Linked DNA regions of Mus musculus: regions 1, 2 and 4 are each linked to region 3. A link is a contact called in public Hi-C and promoter capture Hi-C data. All regions are on one chromosome and are shown on one strand. The core of a region is the stretch at or near the end of the contact, and the rest is flanking DNA. Distances in the headings are between cores, read along the strand shown.

Region 1 (2,931 bases), core at 274-2,773, 260 kb after region 3:
AAGCTCCACGAAGTCTTCTGTACAGAGGTTGGAGGAAGACAGGATGGGAGAGAAAGGGGCAGAGGGAGGAGAGAAATCGAACAGGTGACTAACTGTCCCACCCCCACTCTACTAGCTTCTCCCTAATCTGGCTTCCAGTACTTCGTGCCTGCCCAGAGGGGTAACGGATGGTCTACACTGTCCTACCGGGTCCCTCCAACGCCTTCAGGAGGCTAAAAATACCCTGTCCTGACTGGGAAACAAATGCCAACCACACACACACACACACACACACACACACACACACACCAAGAGCTTGCAGATAGAGACAGGGGTAAATTAGACCAAGAGGATTTCTGCTCACTCCAGAGAGGTGTGGGTGAGTTGGGATCGTATCAGGGAAGAGAGAGAAGGAGGGGAACCCAGCGTAGCCAAGCTGGGAAGGCCATTTTACAGACTGACAATGTGGAGGCTCAGCGTTAAGACACGGGTGCACGCCTTTAATCCCAGCCCTTGGGAGGCACAGGCAAGCAGGTCTCTGAGGTCGAGGCCAGCTTGGTCTACAGAGTGAGTTCAAGGGTAGCCAAGGCTATTCAGAGAAACTCTGTCTTAAACAAACAAAAAAACATAACAGTGAGCCGGGTGTGGTGGCACTCGCCTTTAATCCCAGCACTTGGGAGGCAGAGGCAGGTGGATTTCTGAGCTCGAGGCCAGCCTGGTCTACAAAGTGATTTCCAGGGCAGCCAGGGCTACACAGAGAAACCCTGTGGTTTCTCGAAAAGCCAAAAAAAAAAAAAAAAAAAAAAAAAAAAAAAAAAAAGCCATGACAGCAACAACAAAGGGTCAAGGTGTTAGTGAGGGATTTTCCTGAGGCCTCACTAGAATTAACCTAGGTTGGGTATTACATGTAGTCCATGCGGGTTATAGTTTGTTTTGTTTTGTTTTGTTTTTTCTGTTGAATCCTCAGAAAACTCAGTGTGAAGGATTCTATTATGGTGATCCATACTTCACCAGTGCAAAAGTGGGGAAGAGAAGTGCCCTGGGCAAGACACGGGAGCCACAGAACCTGAGAAGGCAGCAACTTAAGGGGACCACAGGGAAGTCATACACCCATCTATTTGGTACTAGGACCAACTTCATGCCCCACTCCCCTGCTGTACACATGTGCATAGACACATCACATAAATGTGCTGGTCTCAGTTCTCTGGTAACGTATGAAGAAAGAGACTAGGCTCACGAGCACTTCACATACTATAGACAATGATCTCCTATTTATATATAAAGCCAGAAATGACCCTACCTTTAGAAAGGACTTCTTTTACAGTGAGACTCATTCTCACGTCCATCAGCTTCGGGGTCTATAAGCTCAGGGACTAGTACAGTCAATTAATTACCCATCCTTACTCTACTGTCCCTTTCTTACATTATCCTTTAGGTACCAGCACTTTTACCAAGGCTGTGTTGCAATCGCTGGGGACAGGGAGAACTTGACCCAGAGGGCCTGAGGGCGGGGCGGGGAGGAGTGCCTATGGAGCAGGGAGTCAGAGGCGGTTCCGGGGCAGATCTGCTGGGGCTGAGCTGAACTGAGATTCCAAGTCCTGCGGTGCACCAGAGCCACATGGACCGCCTGTGCGGCTCCGGAGAGCTGGGCTCCAAGTTCTGGGTAAGAAGCGTCTCTTGGTATCCGTGCTACGGAGGAAGTAGGTGTCAACCGTGGGATGTCTGGTCTCTCGCCCCAACACAGCCTTCCGGAGGACGCACCTCCGGAGTGCGGAGTGCGGGAGCAGCAGCTGATGCCCTGGAAAGGCGGATGTGCATAGTCAGACCTGGGAGGGTCTAAGCTCCAAAGGGGGAAGAATGGGCGCAGAAGGATGTATAGCCACGGCTGTGCCTTGACCTACCGCGGGGAGAAGCTAGGCAGAAAGGAGGCTCCTGGAATCTGTAGTTGCAGGGCGCCAAGAATAGGGAAGCTCAGGCGCTTGCCTGTTGGTGTAAGTCTCTCTGTCTGGTGGATCCCAGGGACTTTTTGCGTTTTGCATAGAAGAACACTTTGTATTTTGCCTGCATCCCTAATGAATGAATCCACCCGACCCCACCTCCACTGGACCCGACCCAGTAACTGTGCCTTGGTTGTTCATCCAATCTTCCTTGCCTATACCCTAGGGCATCCAGAGCCCTGATCCGTCAGGACTTGGTACAGCTAGACCTTCCAGGCCCTGTTTTGGGAGGCTACTGTTTCTGTGAGCAAGATCCACCTGCAGGTCTGTGAGGAGACCCTATCTACACCCAGGACATATGAGAGAGAGAGAGGAGAGAGGAGAGAGAGAGAGAGGAGAGAGAGAGGAGAGGAGAGGAGAGGAGAGGAGAGGAGAGGAGAGGAGAGGAGAGGAGAGGAGAGGAGAGGAGAGGAGAGGAGAGGAGAGGAGAGGAGAGGAGAGGAGAGGGAGAACTGAGGTGTCCAAGCCCAAACCTTTCCATTGATAGATAAGGGAAATGGGGGTCTAGAGAGGTAAGGAATTGTGCCAAAACACCAATTCCACGAAACCAGATAAAAATAAAGTAAGTTAAAGCAGGTCTTTTGTACTGGGGTTATAGCTCAGGGGCGTGGCGCTTGCCTGATATGCAGGAGACTGGGCTCAAAACACAGTACCGTGAGGGTATGGTATGTGCGCACGCGCACAAGCTCAGTGCAGAAAGGTAACTTTCTGTGTCTCTCCTCAAATCCTTGTATCAGTCATCTTAAGCGTCTGAAGTGTGTGCAGCCTCAGCACTTGTTCCTCCACCAGGCAAAGCAACTGGGGACACAATCTCAGCCTCACAGGCAGAGTGTGACACGGGGCTACTTTCTCATTACCCAGGGGTTGCCCGCCCTTGTCTGGTTTCAAATCTAGAATCCGAATCCCAGTCTGTGTTTCTTCCATGACGAGTATTTGTGTATATGCATCCGGTGTG
Region 2 (3,006 bases), core at 490-2,989, 410 kb after region 3:
CCCTTTCAGCCACTTCCCTGTCTTCTACCCACTGTGGCTCAGGCTACCCTCTAATCCTTGTTTGGCTTATCCTTAAAAAAGGCACCTCTCTCTTTCAAGAGTTCCTTTTCTCATCACCCTAAGCATCTAATGACGAAATCAGATACCCTCAATCTATTGGGATAGAAAGGGCTTCTAACCTCCTGGCTACTTACAGGTCTCTTCCCAGGCCTCCCACAAGTACAACCCCTGACTTTCAAGAACTTCCTAACCATTCTGTAAAAACAAAACAAAACAAAACAAAACAAAACCGACTTTAGGCTGTACCTTGATAGCTGTTCTAGCGAACGGATGGGGGAGGGGTGGCTTCAAAAGGCCCTGCCCACACCCAGCAAGCTGCTGCCCTTGCCTCCTATGTTAACGGGGCTGTGTGACACAGGGTGAGTTGCTTGGCTTCACTGTGCATCCATCCTTTGCTTAAGTCCAAACTGGAGGTGCAGCTTGCTGTGAGGATTAAACAGAATGATGCATTAGGGGGTTGGGAGCGTGTAAGGATTATGATATGATTGGTGGTTCTGAGGACCCTAGGCAAATTGCTTGTGTTCTTCCACCGGAAGCCTTTCACTCCGTGTGGCAGGAGGAGGTAGAACCACGTGTCCATAGCGTGCCTAACACCCAAGGGCTCACCAAGCAGGGGCCACCGTGGCCACTGGCGAGGACAGCTCGGTGCTGGTGTAGTGGAGTCCTGGGATACTGTAGCTGCACCAGTTTCTTGGACTCCTCCACAAGTGTGTAGAGACAGGAATGAGGAACGTGATCCGTCCCAGCAGCCCCCGGGGGAGCCAGACCATATCTGGTATCTGGTATGTCTCTCTGGAATGATTTTGGGGGAATTCACCAAAGTTGGAACTTAAGACATGGACTGCCGGTAACCCCTGTAACTCAGGGATGTGGCGCTGCCCGTGTGCATACCCCCCACAAGGGGACTTGGTGCCCGGGGTGGGAGTCAGCTTACACAGCACAGCGCCGGCTGCCTGGGCCCGCCCTTGAATGGCCGTGAACTTGTTTTTCCACGTCATTTGCTCTCAAATGTACTATCGAGCTGGGCGACGCTAACACAGCGGCTCAGGTCCTTCCTCATAACAAGCGATTGTGTGTTCTTTAGAGGTGGCTGAAGGGGAGGAGGGGGGCCTGGCCTCAAGGAGGTGGGGAAAGGGAAACAAACCTGCCTCACAGCGAGCGTGCGTGTCCTGGGGCCAGCTCCCCCCAAAGCACATGCCATTTCTGTCCCTGGAAGGGGTTAAAGGCCTCCTGGAGTCAAAAACAAGCAGGTGTCCCACCGTGCCAGAGACCGCTGCCTAAACTGCTTCCAGCTTTCCCCCCTTCTGCAATACGTCTGTGATCAGCCACGGGACAGAGGCGCCAGCAGCCTGCCTCTGACAGGCTTCGGGTTAGCTCGCTCCCACTCGGGTGGTGCGCCCAGGATATAAATCCAGGCTCGAGCCCCTGCTGTGTTCCTCTCCCTACGCACCCGGGGTGGGGGGTGGGGTGGGGGGGAACAGAGTTTCCTTCCAAAGACCTTTCTTTTATCTGAAGCCTCACAGCCCAGCAGGCTGCACTTGGTGGAGCCAGTCACAGCAGCTGAAGCCAGCAAGCAGGCTCAGCAAGGAGAGGCTCACTTGCTAGGGTGAGAAGGGCAGGTGTTGCCAGCCCTGGAGAAGAAGGCCCCCGTGGGCATCAGCTCTTGGTGTCATTACAGGGGTACCCTCTGACCACTGCAGACGGCACCATGTGTGCCCCAGGGTATCATCGGTTCTGGTTTCACTGGGGGCTGCTGTTGCTGCTGCTCCTCGAGGCTCCCCTTCGAGGCCTAGCACTGCCACCCATCCGATACTCCCATGCGGGCATCTGCCCCAACGACATGAACCCCAACCTCTGGGTGGATGCCCAGAGCACCTGCAAGCGAGAGTGTGAAACAGACCAGGTGAGTGAGATTCCTGAAGCCTAAGATGGACCACTTGAGTGGGTTGGTGATGGTATGGGAGCTATGGTGGAGGGGGGTGGGTGGGGATGAACGACGACTCAGGAGTGACTCCAGGCACATAAAGGGACACAGACGCTGCCAACCTAGAGACAAACAGGGCTTGAGTCTGCCTATCACAGCTGAGGCCTAGAAGAAGAGGGTGTAGTGTCCAAATCCATCTCTGAGGACTCTCCTCTTTGTGTTTGTTGAGGGCTGCTGTGGGCTAGCACCATACAAGGCACGCAGCATGGGATAACATGACAGCATAGTGGATGTTCAGCTGCCCACTCACAGGTAGAGGATGGATGCTCACACAGAGTGATGCCAGAGCCAGGGAAGGACAGGTTGGCTTGGAAATATGTCTGTTTGACACATTGTTGCAATTAGTTTCACCAGGCTTTTAGGCTCTTCCTCAGGTTTGAACTCAGCCGTACAGTAATGAGACTCCTGGGCAGAGTGAGCAGGAGCCAATCTGTACACGCAGTCTAAGTCTCCTGGGAGGGAAATGAACTGAGTTATCACCTCTCTGACTCTTCAGTATCCCCACATGCTCCTCCCTCGTGGATGCTGCTGTAGTCAAGAGCCACCTCCAGACCTTCTTCCCTGGCTACCAGATGGGTTCTTCTAAGAGCCATCCTTGTTCACTCCTGCCCATTGGTTTATCATAGTACTCGTGCCTGATTTAGGTGTGGCCACTACCAGGCTGGCCGTCTCTGAGGGTAGCTCAGAGTCTCCCAGGGCTTTGGGTATGGATTAGGCATCACTAACAAACATGGGAGAGCCTGGTGCTTCTAGAAGTAGCTGGTCACCTTGAGAAAGCATGAGGCTTCCCATGGAGAGAATGGCTGCTGCCTCACATTCTCTGAGGACCATTCTCAAGCCTCTTAAGACAGGTGCTTCAGTGGTACACAGTGGTAGGATGCTGCAGTGGTACACAGTGGTAGGATGCCCCAGTGGTACACAGTGGTAGGATGCTGCAGTGGTACACAGTGGTAGGATGCCCC
Region 3 (3,185 bases), core at 224-2,723:
GCTAGCACTTGGGAGGCAGAGGCAGGCAGATCTCTGTGACAACAGGACCAGTTTGGTCTAGAGACTGAGTTCTAGGACAGCCAGGGCTTCATAGTGATACAGTGTCTCCAAACAAACAAACATCACAAAAAAAGAACTTAGGAGACATCTTCAATGTCCAGCAATGGAATGGAATCCCCTCCCCCCTCTCCTGTAGCCCATGAAGACCTTGAACTTGCAATCCTCAGGCCTTTACTTCACATATAACCGAGGTTACAGGCATGCACTTCCTGGCTTCACCCACTCACTTACTGGTGATTGGTGTTTTGCTTTTGCCTACATTGTTTCACTCATATGTCTCTGCTCTTGTGAAAAACAAGACTTTACAGATGACTCTCTTCCCTCATTTTACAGAGCAGTAAGACTTGTGGAATCTATATCTTCAGAACAGACAGATGTCATATTCACCCACTACCCTCCAGCTTCTCTACCAACACCACTAATATCTGGGCCAAATGATCTATCCTATAGCAAGTCTTGCAGATGGTTTTCTGTGTAGGTTATTTTATTTTATTTTATTTTATGTTATTTTATTTATTTATAGCTTTTGAGTCTGTGACCCAGGCTGGCCTTGGATCTGATGAAATCTTCCTGCCCCAGGCTCCTAAGTGCAGGGATTATAGGCACTACTATTCCTGGTCCCACTTGGTTTCATTTTCATTTATTTATTTGCACCCAGTCTGCCTCCTCTTAATTGGCTCCTCAAAACTGTAAAACCGAGTCAAGTCATTTTCTTGCCTTCTGTCTACACAGGTTTGGTTGGGTCTGTCTCTTTTAGGTCTAAATTGCTATCCCTTCAAGAGACTTCCTTGGTCCCCTAATCTAAGACTCTTCACAATACTATTCGAGATTACAACTAAGTTACTCACGTGTTTACTGGCTGAACTCACAAGGCGTTAGAAACCATGTTTATGCTGGTACTCTGAGCAGTGTCTCACCAGACCTAAGCGTTGGTCATGGTCATAGACATCTGAAATACCAGCTCTAAGACGGCAAACTACACAGTGGGAACCTACCTCAAAAGCGAGGAAAGGAAAAAAGCTAAGTCTTGAATATCAATTAAATGTTTTGAACTTAGTCTTCTTCAAATCCGGAGGGATCCACATAAACCCAGAGGGGACAGAGCTTCTGGAGTAACTATCCAACGGGCTTTCATTCTGCACTCCCACCCTCCGCAAGCACCGCCCACAACGTGTCACGTGACCGGAGACAGTCGCCCTCCAAAGGTCCGGAGCCCCTCACTTCTTCCCCGTATCTAGGTTCACCATGGGCTCCAGTTTCCATCTCCCAGCCTCCCTGCTGTCTCGCCTCGCAATAGCCACAGTGCTGAGCTACCTGCTGCCCGCGTCCTCAGCGTAAGCGCCGCCGCCGCCATATTTGCTTCACGTTCACTTCCAGGCTGGGAAGTCTGCTTCCGCTACCGGGATAGATCTACTTCCGGGTCTTGCGGACAATTCAAAGAGTGGCGGGAGCAGTAGCAGGTGAGCCCAGATCTCTTGGGGTTTATGGCCGGGACCTCCGGCGACTTCTGCAGTGGACCGTGGGCCCCAGAGACAAGGAGTGTGGCCAGCACGGACGTTTGTCCCACTCCAGGAACCACACGAAGGTCCCTAGGGAGGGACCAGGGTGAGGCTCAGCTAGATTCTGTGCTAGACTGGTTGTAGATGCACAATTTCATTTAATTCCTTACAAACCTAAGTTACTGGTATTATGTTAAATTGAGATCCAGGAAGACTGCAAAGATTATCAGTCACTAATTATTGTTGAAAGAATGATTCTTGCGTGTAACCCAGCAGTTCCAGGCAGACTTAAGTGTACGCACAAGAGAACTGTGAAAACATACTCGTTCAAAATATTTGTACGTGAATGTCTGTAGCAACATTATCCGTAACAGCCAAGAAAGGGGAGCAGGCTAACCGTCCATCAAGCAATAAATGCGTAAACAAAATGTGACATAGCCACACAGTGGAATATTATTCAGCTATAAAAAATGAGGCAGTACTGGTGCATAGTATGGCCACAGAAGGACCCTGAAAGCATGACTGCGAAAGACACCAGTCACCAAAGGCACATACGGTGTGCTTTTATGAAATATACAGAACCTGTAAATCCATAGAGACAATGGATCTTATTTTATTTTTAGATGCTGGGAGAGAGAAAGAACTTGTTTTTTTGTGTGTGGGGGCTTTTTTTTTTTTTCTTAATTTTTAAATAAATAAATAAATGCCAGGTGGTGGTGGCGCATGCCTTTAATCCCAGCACTTGGGAGGCAGAGGCAGGCGGATTTCTGAGTTCTCAGCCAGTCTGGTCTACAAAGTGAGTTCCAGGACAGCCAGGGCTATCTATACAGAGAAACCCTGTCTCAGAAAAAAAAAAAAAAAAAAAATGGTTATAGAAATACCCTTGCTTTTGAGAAGTCTCACTGTATCAAGTAGGCTGGCCTTGAACTCAAAATATCCCCCTCTGTAGCCTCCCAATAGGTGGGATTGCAGTTGTGTGCCAGCATGCCCAGTTTGTAGGATTTCTCTTTGTGATGATGGAGACATTCGGGAGTAAGAGGAGGGTAATGCTGACACAGCACAGACATACGGAGCCCCATCAGTCTGAGTGAATGATTTCTTTATCTGTTAACTGTACTAAGGCTGGGGCCTAACGTTCATGTAGGGCTCTCTATGTGCTAAGCAAGCACTCTACCGCTGCTACTCCAACACCTAAAGGATAGTTTTGAGTACTATACACTATGTGAATTGTAAGGGGAGTTTTTTCCTGTGTGTGGACATGAGCGTACATGGGTGTGTGCATAGGCATGCTTTCCACTGTGTGTAGGTTCTAGGAACTGAAATCCAACTAGGTGACATATGTTTTTGCTCACCGAGCCATCTGATTTACTTGCTTTTATTTGTCTATTTTAAATTTTCATTTCTTTTTATTTTATATGGATGTGGAGGCCAGAAGAGGGCATTGGATCTCCTGGAACTGGGATGACAGGCGGTTGTGAGAAGTGTCCAGTGTGGATGGTTGGCCTCGAACTCAGAAATCCGCCTGCCTCTGCCTCCCAAGTGCTGGGATTACATTGTTTCTTATTTTTGTTTTTGTTTTAGAAAGATCTCCATGTTAGGGGGGCCAGTGAGATATGACTCAACTGG
Region 4 (3,154 bases), core at 255-2,754, 280 kb before region 3:
CATATCGGCGACGTTCAGTGACAGCACCAGGGCGCCTGGCCAGGACTATAACGTCCCAGTTCTCAGGAATTTAAACAAAGCTCTAGACTGGGGTTTCTTCCAAACAACTTCAGCCCACGCGCGCGGGAACCAAATGAAATAAAAAAGCCTGCTGAAGGAGAGTAGGAGGGCTCCTACGCAGTAGGTGGGGGCTCGTGGGACGTGGTTTGCGCGGAGACAGGAGGCGGGGGTGGGAGGAGAGAAGGGGAAATTCAGCCCTGGTCCCACCTCCTTTCCCGGGGCAGGTGGGGCGGAATGGGCGGGGCTACAATGTGGAGGGGCTGATTTCAGTGGAGCCCTGTCCAGTGTAGTAAAATGTATCCCTAAAGTTAGATACATCCCAATTTCCAGCTCCCAGGAATCTTGAAAACTTGCTAACTAGACAAGCCGGGTCCTTCAAAGCCAGTAGTGCTTTGGAATCTCCTTAGCCAAAGAAGTCAAGTCTACAAATAGTAATGATGAGTTAACCACGCCCACCGCTCCAGGACCTGATCAAGGCAACCACTAGGTGGCGGGCAAAACTAAGCAATGCAGGGGCGGACCGACTTTTACTCGGCCTGGGTCACTTCTTTCAAAGACCAGAGCTACCCCATCCATCCCTGCTTTTATTTTCCTAGTCTGGAGATGAGGGTCCGCAATAACCCAGGTTTTCCTTCTCAGCCTGTGCGCTGTAAAGTGCTGTACCAGGACTCGTAGTGCTCTCGGCTGGCCAGCAGGAGGCACAGGGACCGCGCCCAGTCAAGTCCTAGCCAAACTTTCTCATCCAGCAACCCGCCCTCTCCGTGCGTCCCCTCCCCCCCCCCCGAGAGCCCAGCACCCCGGAGGCCCCAGCAACACTGTCTAGCCTGCAGAGAGGGCAAACAATCTTTCCTTATGAATCATCCCGCAGCCTTTTTGATAGCTTTTACATCTTGAGCTCCGAATCTCTATTCCAGAGGCCTTATTTCATTTTCGACGTACTCTGCCCCAACCCGTGTCCAGATTCCCACTTTTCCTGTTGTGCTACAGATGGGTGCTTGAAATTTCTTCCTGGGCCATCTCATGCAAGGCTCCACTTCTGAGAACTGCTCCCCCTCATCTGCTCAACAGGGTGACCTCTCTCATCCCGTTTCCTCTCCATCACCGTCCCATCCCTGCCTCTGGAGCAGCCCTGCACCTCCATTTAAGTCTTATCTGCTAGGACCCCTCTATACAGAACGCAATACCAAGAAGCTGTAGTAAACTCCCCAGAGTTTGGAACTTACTGTCTTCTTGGCCATGCGTCAGGAGGGCAGTGGCCCCTAAGAGGAGCAGGAGCCGGAGGTCCACAAAGCTGAACATGTCTAGACCCTAGACATGTAGACTCTTTGCGGCTGGGGTGGGGGGTTAGCTTCGGCTCATGCGTGGCCTCACTCCGCGTGCCTCCTGCTCCGTCCCGAGGAGAAACTCCCGTCTGCTCCGACGACTGGCCTGGGCCCCTTTTATACCATCTTGATGGAGAGCTGGGAGGAACCCTGCCTCTCGGAGAGGGGGAGCCAGCAGCCCGGCCCCCAGCCAATCAGAACTGCCTGGCCCGGCCCCCAATTTGGAACGAAGAGGGGGGAGGAGGGAAAGGAAGGGAAAGGAGTCCACCCAGCGCCCCCCCTCCCGCAACTCTGCCGCCCTTGCCCCCCAGATCTACATGGGCCAGAGGTGCTGTCACTGGAGTGTGGCTGGGCCCTCAGTATACTGAGTGTGGGTAGAGAATACCCCTTGTACTTTCTTTCTGGGACTTCAAATCAGAAGGATGTAGAACTGAGAATCTGAGTTGGGAAACACTACAAAGGGATCAGTGTCAGGAATAATTGGGAAAAGGTCCTCCTGGCCATGCCTAGTAATCTTTCAGGCATCCTGGGGAAGAACTAAGGAATAAGTTAGATTAATCTGATTAGAACCTATCAGCTAAGCAGATGTGCCTGTTGGAGGGAGGGGATCACCTCATGGTGTGGACCCAGGAATGGAGGGTAGGAATATTTGTGAACAGTTATACATCTCTTCACAGATACTAAGAGTCAGATATGTGGTGGTTTGAAAGGAAGGGGGTGCCTATCTGTTCTGCCATGCCAGACACACCTTTCTAATAAATAACAGCTCTGAGGCTGAGGCTTGGGGAGACCTTTGACATCCTTGTCCTTCCAGAAGAATGCTTATGCATTAAGTGATGAGCAGCAGTGTGGGCAGGGGGCTTTCTGGGTCCTCAAAGCTGGGGCCTGGGGCATGTTGTATAAATTCTTCTCTGACCTCCTCCATCCCAGCACTGGGATGTGAGTTTGTTGCAGGAAGCCTGTGACCAGGGATGTTTTAGAAAAAGGTCTTGTGTCAGCTGTGGCCACAGCCAGAGATTTGTTAGAGGCCCTCTTATGTAGCAATATCAATGCAGAATGAACAGGTAGAAGGTACTTGGCCATAGAGGGGTGTTCTCAAAGCTACAGAGAGCCCTCTTTTCTAATTGTACTTGGATGTGGTCTGGGGACACCTAGGTGAACTCAGTGTGTGGCAGAAACTTGTGTTTGGTAGCTGAGGGACTTTATTTAATGGTTTCTTCCCATGTCCTCACTTCTTTGCTGAAAATCTTGGCCATTGCTCCCCACCTCTGCCGTCAGGAAAGGGTCATCTGTAGTCCCCCAAGAACAGCAGCTTATATTTAAAGTTGTCGCTAAAAGACAGTGTCCGTTCTTCCCCGGTGCTCCCTGCACCCTGCAAAGGTGCTCTGTCCAATCTGCTTAGGAACTTCATCTTGTCAAACTGTGTGGGTGGTGTGGGAAGGCACTGGGGTCTCCTTGCAGGGCCCATAGACATCCTGTATCACTTCCCCCACCGGCTTCTTTAGAGCTGTAAACGTGGAAGCAGGGAGTCCCGCCTCCTCCAAACCATCCAAGATTCCATTGCTCCCCCCCCCCCCTTCACGCCCTCCCTGAGCTAGTTTTGTGCAACGAAGGCAAAGGGAAAAAAAAAAAAGACCAAGGGAACAGAAGGGGAGGGAGCCACGTCGCTGGCCGTGGGCAGCTAGGCCGAGCAGTGCGGGTGGGGTGGCGGAGGGAGACTGCAGGGGCTATAATTAAAGGGAAAATATAGAGTTTCCAGAGAAGCAGAGCTG

The links. Promoter capture Hi-C pulls out the DNA fragments that hold promoters and counts their contacts. A called contact is a pair of places that touch in the nucleus more often than the background predicts. Capture Hi-C pulls out chosen DNA fragments and counts their contacts.
Region 1: a contact with region 3 is called in a promoter capture Hi-C map of pancreatic islet. The contact joins the promoter of Abcc3 here to the promoter of Eme1 in region 3. A contact is called at or near these places in 3 of 115 datasets of contacts at active chromatin or transcription factors (bone marrow-derived macrophages, memory CD8 T cells and microglia) and 2 of 9 other capture datasets (liver and pancreatic islet).
Region 2: a contact with region 3 is called in a promoter capture Hi-C map of cranial neural crest. The contact joins the promoter of Wfikkn2 here to the promoter of Eme1 in region 3. A contact is called at or near these places in 2 of 39 promoter capture datasets (cranial neural crest and embryonic stem cells) and 1 of 9 other capture datasets (pancreatic islet).
Region 4: a Hi-C map of embryonic fibroblasts shows a contact between it and region 3, with 7 times the contacts expected there. The contact joins the promoter of Col1a1 here to the promoter of Eme1 in region 3. A contact is called at or near these places in 1 of 484 Hi-C or Micro-C datasets (embryonic fibroblasts), 2 of 115 datasets of contacts at active chromatin or transcription factors (cardiomyocytes and epiblast stem cells) and 1 of 9 other capture datasets (pancreatic islet).

What each region holds. Positions count from the first base shown.
Region 1 is chr11:94,391,582-94,394,512 of GRCm38.p6, reverse strand. It overlaps Abcc3 (ATP-binding cassette, sub-family C (CFTR/MRP), member 3), which reads left to right and starts at 1,523. Exons shown (of 31, transcript NM_001363187.1): 1 at 1,523-1,642. The coding sequence starts at 1,598.
Region 2 is chr11:94,241,312-94,244,317 of GRCm38.p6, reverse strand. Wfikkn2 (WAP, follistatin/kazal, immunoglobulin, kunitz and netrin domain containing 2) reads left to right here and starts at 1,739. Exons shown (of 2, transcript NM_181819.2): 1 at 1,739-1,963. The coding sequence starts at 1,769.
Region 3 is chr11:94,652,031-94,655,215 of GRCm38.p6, reverse strand. It overlaps Eme1 (essential meiotic structure-specific endonuclease 1), which reads left to right and starts at 1,473. Exons shown (of 9, transcript NM_177752.5): 1 at 1,473-1,520. It overlaps Mrpl27 (mitochondrial ribosomal protein L27), which reads right to left and starts at 1,425. Exons shown (of 4, transcript NM_053161.2): 1 at 1,375-1,425. The coding sequence starts at 1,414.
Region 4 is chr11:94,934,574-94,937,727 of GRCm38.p6, reverse strand. Col1a1 (collagen, type I, alpha 1) reads right to left here and starts at 1,504. Exons shown (of 51, transcript NM_007742.4): 1 at 1,284-1,504. The coding sequence starts at 1,359. Gm46293 (a long non-coding RNA gene) reads left to right here and starts at 3,112. Exons shown (of 3, transcript XR_001780299.1): 1 at 3,112-3,154.